2 separate regions of the Pan troglodytes genome follow, and region 2 is linked to region 1. A link is a contact called in public HiChIP or PLAC-seq data. All regions are on one chromosome and are shown on one strand. Each heading gives the region's core, a stretch centred on a gene start, on an enhancer-like site or on the middle of the called end of the contact. The rest is flanking DNA. Distances are from core to core; before and after follow the strand shown. Region 1 has its middle 72 kb from the start of CTAGE1. Region 2 has its middle 150 kb from the start of CTAGE1.

What was found. HiChIP or PLAC-seq counts read pairs in DNA pulled down with a chosen protein or histone mark.
Region 2: a contact with region 1 is called in an H3K4me3 HiChIP or PLAC-seq map of stem cell-derived excitatory neurons, with 16 times the contacts expected there. The contact joins two enhancer-like sites. A contact is called at or near these places in 1 of 7 Hi-C or Micro-C datasets (stem cell-derived neural progenitor cells) and 1 of 1 datasets of contacts at active chromatin or transcription factors (stem cell-derived excitatory neurons).

What each region holds. Positions count from the first base shown.
Region 1 is chr17:32,183,866-32,189,071 of NHGRI_mPanTro3-v2.0_pri, forward strand. No RefSeq gene overlaps it. Among named protein-coding and RNA genes, the nearest start is that of CTAGE1, 72 kb to the right of the region's middle. Within about 2 kb of position 3,231, at least 2 of the 24 cell types and tissues checked have an H3K27ac peak or open chromatin away from gene starts, as enhancers often do. A contact at or near this core is called in stem cell-derived excitatory neurons, where this site is marked.
Region 2 is chr17:32,405,056-32,410,565 of NHGRI_mPanTro3-v2.0_pri, forward strand. No RefSeq gene overlaps it. Among named protein-coding and RNA genes, the nearest start is that of CTAGE1, 150 kb to the left of the region's middle. Within about 2 kb of position 1,421, at least 8 of the 24 cell types and tissues checked have an H3K27ac peak or open chromatin away from gene starts, as enhancers often do. A contact at or near this core is called in stem cell-derived excitatory neurons, where this site is marked.

The sequences.
Region 1 (5,206 bases), core at 1,981-4,480:
CTCTTCTTGAGTGTGAAAAATTAAACATCTTTTTTTTCATTAGAGATCCCCCATGAGGGGGATTATACAGCACTTGCTGTGCTTTCCTTCCTTAGCACCACTGTCTCCACTCAAATCAGCTGTGGCCCCAAATGCTCTGGACCTCACGGTTGATACAATACAGATACAGCCCTCAGTCCCTTTCCACATCCGAAACCCATGAAGCCTTGAACACTGCAAGGTTTTTGTTGTTGTTGTTTGTTTTTGTTCTTTTTTTTTTTTTAATAACACATTTGGTGCCCAAACCTGAACTCCCATGAAGCTATTATAACCTTCATTTGCCCACTTAAAGAGCCAAACATGTTGCTGCAGAATTATTAATATGTTTGTTTACAGGATGACACCTAAGACTCCTAGACCCTACTGGGGAGTTAGATAAAACAAGGTATGCACTGATCTATTGTTCTAAAATTGGAAAGAGTCTGAATTCCAAACACACTTGGACCCTTGCATTTCAGAAAGTGACCATGCACCCATAACAATGGCTAGTCTTCATGGCGCACACTCATGTTTTAGGCCATTTAATCCCCACATAGCCCTATGGGAAGGTTCCTTTAGCTTTTCCATTTGACAGTGGGTGACACACAGAAAGATAAAGAAACCAAGACAGGCTGCACATTTAACAAGCACAGAGTCAGGACCGGACCAGGCAGCCTGGCATCAGAAACTTTTCTCTTGAGACTCCTTTGCACTGCCTGTGTTTTCTGTTTCACTCCTACTGAGATATTAATCACCTACCGAAACTCAAAATACCGCGGGAAACAGCATTCTGTGGTGGTTAAGAATATGGACTATGGATATAGAATGCCTGAGTTTACATCTCAGCTCCATCACTTAGCAGCTGTGTCACTTTGGGCATGTTACTTAACTTCTCAGTGCTTCATCTGTAACATAAGGATGATAATAATACTTCTTAGGGTTGCTTGAGGATGAGTTAATATATGTAAGGTAACCCGGCACATATCTGTGTTAACTATTATTATTATTATTTCATCTCACCTATCCGCAGCTGAACTAGCACCAACGAATCTCATTATATGTGAACTGGATTAGGTTAAGCTCTGGGGTCAGATCCTGATCTCTTTATCTAGTGGTTGACAGTGTCACTCACTGTTGACAGGACAGCCTCTCACAGGGGTTATTGTCATCTCACGCAGTAGTGTTTCCTGTGGGTACAGAGAGTGGCTGCATGCATAAACCAAGGGCTTCTCAACTTTCCAACATATTAATAATAAAATGAAAAGACAGAAAATCACACTTATTGACCAATTCCAAAGGAAATTCATTTTACTTTACCAAATTGTTACCAAAATATTTGCTTATTTCAACTCTGGAAAAATACCTTTGGGAGGGTGAAAGGGTTGAACTTTCACTTTTTATGCTTCAAATAACTTCTAAACACAAGCCTGTTTGGTGAAAAGGGAAAAAACCTGTGAATGTCTCACTTTGCAAAAGAACAACAGGAAACTCTGGTTGGCAAGGTTTTACATGCACTTCAGAGAGTTTAAGGTCAAGGTGCAGAAGGGCTAGTGAGGAACTGGAGCTGAGGCTGAGCTTGTGGCTCAAGGGGTGGGTGCTAGATTTCTGCCTGCTTAGGAGGGGCTGTGCCTCTCCCTTCTCCCTTGGCCAGCTGGTCACAGGAACTTCTTTTTCTGGAGCCTTGTAGAAGATTCATCGTGGTCCCAGCACTTACACATCTGAGCCAGCTCAGGCTGGATGGAAAGTTTTGAGGGCCACCTATTCCTAAATATTCAGGAGGAGAAAAAAAATCCCTTGCAAATGACAGGAAAAAGCCATCCTTTCTCAATACATAGACGTGATATTATGATTCCTGGAAACCACAACAAAAAACAGAACAACATTCACTCTGTCTCAAAAATTCAAATAGGCACAAGGCAATGACATATGGTAGTTTTTGTTTCTCACAGAACTGAGATCTGCAGTTCTCAAGGACTTTCTGGATGGTGACTACAGCCAGGGGCAATGAGGTCAGCGTGGCTGGGGCTTTCCGGTCACTGGTGGGCAGAGGAGCACAGGGAGCATGTACTGGGGTTGGATCTATGGGCTGGGAGCCAGCAGGCCTGCACTCAAATGCAGTTCTACCACTTTCTACTTGTGGGGTTTGCTGATAAGGCCTCTCTGCCTCAGTTCCTCAGCTGCAAAGTAGGGAGAATAATAGTATTTGGCTCCCAGGGTTGCTGTGAGCGTTAAATGAATGAAGACATGGCAAGGTGTTCAATACCTTGCACGGGTCAGCTATTTAGTTAGTGTTATTTATTATTGTTGTGCTCTGATCCTAGTTGTGCAATCAGGGGAATGCCATTAACCTCTTTTTGTCCTTGTTTCTTCCTTATAAAATGGAATAAAAATACTTCTTTTGGGGCTGTTGTAAAGTTTAAATGCAATAGTGTACAAATTGGCATTTATTGAGTTGGGTTCAATAAGTGGTAGCCTTCCCGGGAAGGATCGTTTGGGAGTCTTCTACACCTTAGATTCCCCATGAGATCTTTTCAAAGGCAAATCTGATAACACATCTTTTCTTCCTGGAGAAGCCAAGGTTTGATCCTTGCTCAGAGCAGCTTGAAGCAGCAGTGAGTGAGTAAAGCTGGCAACCCTCCAGCTGAGAGAGGAAACCTGAACAAAACCATGGAAGGAAGTATCTAGAAGGCTTTATGCAGTGCTAGGCACACTTCTAAGGATGTGATAACTTAGTTCAACCTCACACACTCTTACAAGCTGGAACTACTATCATTTCCATTTTGCAGGTGATGAAACTGGATTCAAACCCAAGTCATCTGGCCCTGGAGTCTGTGTCCTGGGCATAACACACTGCCCTGGCATAGGAAACTTCCGAGGAGATAGGAGGCTGAGATCATGGTGGGGAAGTGAGCAGAAAGGCTGGTGGGAGTGCTGTGAACACCAGGCCAACCTTCAATTTAAAACAATTCCTTCAAGGAAACACAGCTCCAATTATTCCTTGTCAGCAGAGCAGCTGCACACAGTCCCTTGTCCTGTATGTCCTCATAATCATCCTTTTCCACTTCCTCTCTCCCCTCCCCCTGGCCGACTTATTGATACCGACGTGGACAAATGAGGTCAGAAAACTTCAGTGACCGCACACAGTGTCCTTCTCTATGGGTCACTCGCTCACAAGGTCAGCACAACAAACCCTCCTGCTGCAAGGATTGTCCCTGGGAAGCTGGGGGAGGAGCCTGCGTGCTTCCGTGTCTCCCTTGACTCCTGCCTGTCCGAGGCCAGAATGGGACTGCGCTGATTAGAGAGGGAGCAATTCTGGAGGGCAGGAGTGAGGTGGAGGAGATGACCCTGAGCTAGGCAGAAGATCACCTAGGAGGCTGTTCACTGAAATGAGCTTTTGCACTTGGAACATTACATAATCAGAGAACACCTTGTTACCTTGTTTTGGGAATAATTAAGAGTTCAAATCAATCACCTTTCCACTCATTATTTTTAAAACGACAGATGTCAGAAATCTAATCCTTGTTTTTACTGTTTTGGGGGATGCGGGGAAGCGAGATTAGCCAGCCTCTGAATCACCCACCCACATGTGGTACATTCCTTGGGGTAATTAGAAGACTGTATGTTCCTCTTTCCAGAGATACTTGAAGAATCATACTGTAAATTTGTGTAACATTTTATAAATTATTTTGCGTACATTTTTAGGAGATGAGAAATCATTTTGTTTCAGATTAAAAACTCTCTCAAAATAAAATCTAAATATCTCTTCCTGGACATAGCTTTTTTCAGACTGCAACTGCAGAATGGGGCTTTTTTCTATCTCTCTTTATTTAAAGATCACATAAATTTTAAGAAAAGAAAGCCACTGGTTTTAGGAGGCTAAGAGCAAAGATTTAGAAAGAAGAAAGAATACGCCTTTGGAAGATCTGCATACTTTGGAAATGAAGAGAGTTTTATTTCTTAGAGACAGGAGGAAGATTTATAGATTTATGTTTCCTCCATAAGACAAATGACCAAAGCGCACGTTGTTGGTTTTTTTCAGCACTAAATCTAATCAATAACCGTTGTTACGAAAGAAACAAATAATCGCTAAAGTTTAGTAAAGGTATAAAATTCACTAGGTTCTAGTGTTCCGGGTTATTTGAAACTTGTGTGTGTGTCTCTCTCTCTAGAGCTGTGCTTTAGCTAATTCCTGTTAAATAGTTATGGAGTATTTTTTCTTTTTGCTACGAGCCTTGCAACATATGAGACAAATCAGACAAGTTTAGAATCACAGAATGTTAGGGCTGGAGAGGACCTGGCGCTAGCCGCGTGCCCAGAGTTTACAGTTGAGACTTTGAGGCCCCCAGAGCTGCTGAGACTTGCCCAGTGTCACCTAGCTGCTGAGGCCCGGGGACCTCGTTGTCGCATCCGACCTGGGGCGTGCGCAGCTCTAATTCTCCGCTCTGAATGCTGGCCCTGGAGTTGCCCCTGCTCTTTCACAGCTCAATACTTGGGGACCAAACTCTCTCTCCTTCTGCTCCCCTCACCCCCATCAAGCGCCGTACCCACCTCCCTCGCTATCAAACAAAAGCTCCAGGCATTGGAAACGTTTCCCCGCCGGGAGCGCCAGGGTCCGGCCGCGCTGCGGGGTCGGTCTGCGCGCGCGGCGGGGTGGTGGGCGCGTCTGGCCGCCCGGGTCTTCAGGCGCGCAGCGACGCCGGCCCGGGCCGCCGGTCTCAGCGCCCGGCTCCGGCTGGGCGGCCCCGGCCGCGCCGAGCCAGGCTCGCGGGGGTCAAGTCCAGGTTGCGGCGCAGGAAGGCGGCGGGGGAGGGGCGGGCCGGCCGCGCCCTCACCCCCTCTTCTCCGCGCCCAGTGCGGAATGTTGGGCCGGTTCCCTCGGTGTGGTATGTCTGTATAAACATCGTTAGCCTCCGGGCCGACACGTGGTGCATTTTTAATTTCGCCTTACAAATTGCGGCCTCCTGGCGCTGGAGAAGCGGTGGGGGACCTTGACTCCCCGCCTTTCGGGTGCATTCCTGGGCTCCCGGCTGCCTAGACACGAAAGGGTGCTGTGCTTCCTGGCTTCGCAGCGCACCTCATTTGTAACATTATCTGTGCTTGGGAGTCAGTCTTTCCTACTTACCTGGAACTGGCAAAACGTGGCTGCATGGTAGGGTTGACTCTTAATCTCCCGGGGCGGGAGCAGAGC
Region 2 (5,510 bases), core at 171-2,670, 220 kb after region 1:
ATTTACTGTGAAAAAATATATGAAATATCTCATTTATAATTTTTATATTGATTACATATTGAAATAATGTTTTGAATATATCAGATTAAAACTATATTGTTAAAATTAATTTCACCTGTTTTACCTTTTCACTTTCTTTTATGTGACTACTGGACATTTTTCAATTCCCTAAGGGAATTGAGTTCCCCGGGGCTGACGGGAAGCACGGCCTGGGCAGCCCTTTCCCGGGGATGTCCCAGTGGAGACGGGCTCACACCGAGGTGTGCGCACGTGCGCGTCTGCGCGGTCCGCCGCGGGTGGACCGAATCTCACCCCGTGCCCACGACCGGCGGGCTTTCCTGTTTGCCTTTTTGAACTCTGTTTTCTTTGAGTCTTGGAGAGAGCCAGGGGCTGTGATGTCACTGTATAAACAGAGGGAAGGGTGGGGGCGAAAGTTGCATTGGAGCGAACCCGGCGGTGGAGGAGGGCTGGTGGGAGGATGGGGGTGGGGAGGGAGTTTTTTTTAAAGGTGGTTTGGTCTCGGGGGTGTAGGGGCAGCGGGGGACTCTGCAGAGTCCCGATAAAGAAACAGAATGGGACTGCCAGTCCCTAAGCTAGGGGCGGGGAGGGGGACGTGGCTGGAAGAGACAGGGGTTGGTGGGGGGAGGTTGGAAAAATATGGGACGCCTAGAGCTAATTCCTCTGATTAAAAATGCATTAGTTTGGAGGTGTCAGGGACACGCAGCTGTTTTCAAGGAAAGCCTGGCTCCAAGAGGTCCTCCCCGGCCGGGCCGCCTGGCGGCTCCATCCCGGGTGGGTGTCAGCGAGCGCGCAGCCCCCGACGCTTGTCCTCTCCCTGACAGGGCCCTGGCCAATGTCCTGCTGCTGCGGGTCGTGGTAATTTACATCCTCTCTGTGTACATTAACTTATCTGCAGCCGCGCTGGCTGCGCTCCTTCAGTCAGCCTGTCTCCTGCGCAGCCTGGGAGCCTTCCCCGACCCAGCGACCCACCGGGCGGCCGGGGGCGACTGGGGAACCCTGGGAATCACAACAACCGCCCGGTTCCGACCCGGCCCGGACGCCCGCGGGGGCGGGGGACTCTGTGGGGCCAGGCGTGGAGGGCCGGCGAGCCCGGCTCGGGCAGGGCAGAGGCGGGCGGCCGGGGGCTGGCGGCGAACACTTAGTGGCTAATTCATGACTCATGACTCATGCGCAGGCTCCTCTTCAGTGACAGCCGGGACAGTTCCTGGTTATTTGTAGCCCCCCGGCTTTCATTTCGCTGTAATTAAGCAGTCATTTGAGGGTCATTTCATCCCCGTTATAGGTTTCTCTGTTTTAATCATGCTTTGAGTTCCAGTGGGGGCAGCAGGGAGTGGAAGGGGAGGTTGGGAAGGAGGCGTGGAGGGCAAGAGGGTAATCGTCTCTGAGAACGCGTGCACTTTTCATAACTCTTCCCGTGACAGGCCCTGGTGCAGGCTCCGCAGACGCCGACGCCCGGCGCTCCGCTCCGGGGCGCGGGCCAGATCCTCTTCCCTGACACCCGCGGTCTTCCCTGAGAAGAGGTCTGGCCCTTTTTGAGTCAGATGTTGGATTTTCTGCTTTCCCCTCTGGCACCACACTAATCATTCTCTTTAATCGCTGTAGCTTTTTAATGAGGCCAAGTAGGTATTTATGGAGCCGTCTACTCTCTAAACGCTAATGCTTGATAAGTCATTTATAACTTATCGGTGGGCTTTGCATAGGCCAAACCCAGAAGAAAGGAAGTGAGAATAAAATAGAGGCTGGATTTTACGAGGAACCTTCAGCGTATCTTCAGGTCCTAGATGGTACCAAGCCCTTGTGGGAAATGTTCAATCCATCAGACATAAGAATAAGAAACGGCCACAGCCTGTCCGAATTTTGTGAAAATTCTCTGGCTGTCATTCTTGATTTTTTTTTTTTAATTCCCTCCACTTTCTCCTTTGGCTGGTTCATGTATTCTTTAGATATCATTTGAAGCTTCCATTCCAAGGCCAAGTCTAAGATGTTCTTTAAAGAAATCTCAAGCTATTGCATTTGGAGGGCACACAGATTGAAACTGAAAGGACTGGAAAGAAATAAAGGACAGAAACCAGATTTTCTGTCATTGCAAAGAGTAGGTGCCACAGGCTCCAAATCTCAGTAGATATTAAAGTTAAAGCAGGAGTCTGCGGTAACAGTAGGAGGGTGGTTGCTTTCAAAAGAGAAGGGAAGAGAGAAAACCTGTCCAAGAAAGGGCAGGAGAAAGAGTGAGAGAGAAACAACACAGACTAGAAAAACAAAATGAATGAATCAATCAACATATGAGTATTTAATGTGCATTAAGGAAACTTCAAAAATGTTTTCAGCCATAAAATGGAATAAAATACTGATACATGCTATAACCATGGATGAGCCTTGAAAACTTTAAACTAGGTGAGAGAAGCCACTTATAAAAGACCACATATTCTATAATTCCATTTAGATGAAATGTCCAGAACAGGCAACTCTATAGAGACGGGAAGTAGATTAGCTGTTACCTTGAACTGGGGGTGGGGGTAGGAGTAAGGGGACTGGGGGGAGCGACTGCTAGAATTAATTGTGATGGTGATTGTACAACTCTGAATATGCTAATAACCACAGACTTACATGCTTTAAGTGGGTGAATTATATAGTATGTGAATTATATCTCAATAAATCTGTTACTGAAAACAGTTTCCATTAAGTTAAATAGAAGCAGGTCCCAAAACAGCACCACTAAAAAATTCTCTTGCTAAGTGCACTGCTCCTTCCTATATGACAATGTAAACAGCAGATACTGTTCCTAGGACGGGGTCTGGTTTTTCACTTGGTCCCCAGTGCCTAGAACAATGCTGCTTATGGAAGGTACACAACAAATATTTGCTGGAAGAGAACTTGCAAATAACCAGATGGCCAAATTCAGACTTATACCACGCTCACCCTGCCATCTCTTCGCTGCACCCTCTAGCTTTCCAATATTATCATTTTATATATATAAAATATACAAATATATATTATATATACAAATGTATAATATATTATTATATATAGTATCATTATTATTATTAATACAGCTAGTACTAATAACTAACAAACAACATTTTGTTTATATATTTTGTGCCAGGCACTGTACATATATTTGCTTCTAATCCTTATAAAACCCAGCAATGTAAACCCACTGAACCCAGGTCTGTCTGGCTCCCAAAGTTTTAGTCTATTATAAACACCGCCTGCTAAAAACACTAAACACAAAGGCAAGGAGAAACATCAACGAACATGCAAAAGAGAACCAGCCAAAGTCACCGACAGAGGAAACCAAAGAAAATCTGGTTTCTCTGTTTATTTTAGTTTTAATTTTTATTTTTTTGAGACAGAGTCTCGCTGTTACCCAGGCTGGAGTGCAGTGGTGTGATCATGATTTCTATGTTTAAGCTGAAAGAAGTATCAAGAAGCATCACTCAAACACATCACTCAAAGAACGATGGCTTGTCTTATTTAAAATTATATCACTCATAGAACTATGGCTTGTCTTATTTAAAATTAGGATAATTTTATACTAACCATGGATTATATATGCAACAGCTACGGAGGACTTACTATGTACATAGCTCACAGGAGCTTATGTTCGAGCCTGTTATAAAAGCTACTGTCTCTTAAAAAAAAACAAAAATGAGTACTCAGTATATTTGTCTAAGTAGTGAACAAAAGGTTTAACCGTACAGTAATGGAAACATTCTGGTTTCCCAAAACCTCTTCCTAAAGCTGAAACATTTTTGTGGAAAGTTAAGGAAAAGACCCAGAACTCTATGAAGGGCTGCCTAAATGACTACCCACAAAAGTAGCTGGGGAGAAATACAAATTAGAATACATCGAAACTATTCGAAAGCTACTGTGGTGTGTGCTTGGGCTTGAGCCTGCTGCCTAGGTGTTCATTAAGTGTTCATAATATTTCTTATGTCCATAATCCAAGATTCCAGACCCACATCCCAACCAAGACTCAGACCCGCCATCTTATCTCATGCATATTAGTTGGTATATATTGATACTACTTGTAATAATTATCCTAGAAAGACACAAAAACCTTCTAATAAAAGGTTCTATATTCCTCTATCTACTTTGCTATCAGAATTTTGCTCTAAGATTTATAATGAATAGCCCCCATTTTCAAGTTGGAAAAACCAAGTACCCCCTGAAAGTACTTACTGAAACTGTCCCAAAGATCCATAATAGTAATAGGAAAAAATCTCAGCATGTCCTTCTCCCAACTGTTAGAGATACTCACCTCCTATTTAATGTGATAGGAGGTGTTCCTTCTACTTACAAAAAATTCGTATATATATTTAATTTTTTCTTAACTAAGTCTGAAAAGGAGAGACAACCTAGGCCATAAGTATGGAAAAGATGTATAGTTTCTCTCTCTCCTTTTTATGGGCGACTCCAAAGTGAAAGTCCAACCACTTAGGCGGATGAGCTTCAAGAAACTCTTCTCAGGACTGTGGAATGTGCACTGTGTCTACAGTCATCCATCCCTAAGCATATGTGGTTGTCACCCTCTAGTGGATGATCTATGATAATAGTTGGCAGCCTCCTGTGGGGCACAAGCACGATATTATCCAAGACTCACCTATCTTTAAGACGTAAATGACAGATAAGACTGCACCACAACTCTTCAGTCTTGGACACATATTTCCTAGGAAAATGGGTGCGCACGTGCTATTTATTCAGTCTGCCATTCCCTGCTTCTTTTGAGTCTGTGTTTGTGTTTCCTACTGGTGTCTGGCATTTTCAAGAACAATACACATTTCCTTGAGGCAGACTTCTCCTACCATTGAGATAGTCCTAGGCAATTGATTCCCAGATATTGTTTGTATCCAGACTGGTCTTGAAAGCTTTCTCTATCTGCAGGTCTACTGGGTGTACCCAACTATTTAGCTGGTAACCAGGCACTTGCCAGTAGAATGGCCAGTTCTGTGTTGAACAATTTGATCTACCTAGGAAAGTTGTGGACAATAAATATTGTTTCCATGTTTGCTGCTGTGTAAGGAGCCTAAACATAGATTCTTAGAGACTCTGATAGAATTTTTAGAGGTGGAAATGATAGGGTTTGCATTACCTTAAATTTTCAAGACTTAACACCAAGCATTAGATTGGAAAATAGAACTTTTTACAAAAGCCCTCTAAAATGAAGTCTGGCTTTGAATTCATTAGTATTACTAGATTCAAAATATAATCACATGATTTTCTTCTCTCCATTTTATTAGGTAACTGAAGATTTACATCTGTAAATCTGGATGGGAACTGAATTCCTACATCATAGACAGTTTCAAGGAGGGAAGGATTATGTGTTCAGGAAATACTCTGCATTCTCAAAACGCTACATTGTTGGTGCTTAGATTTGCTCTGTGAGAACCTACTGAAATAAACCATTTCTCTGGAAGACAAGTACAGTTTCCCGAAGATCTGTTTATTTGCCAGCAGAGGAGTTGAATATTTGAAGCCAAGCCACCTTGGTT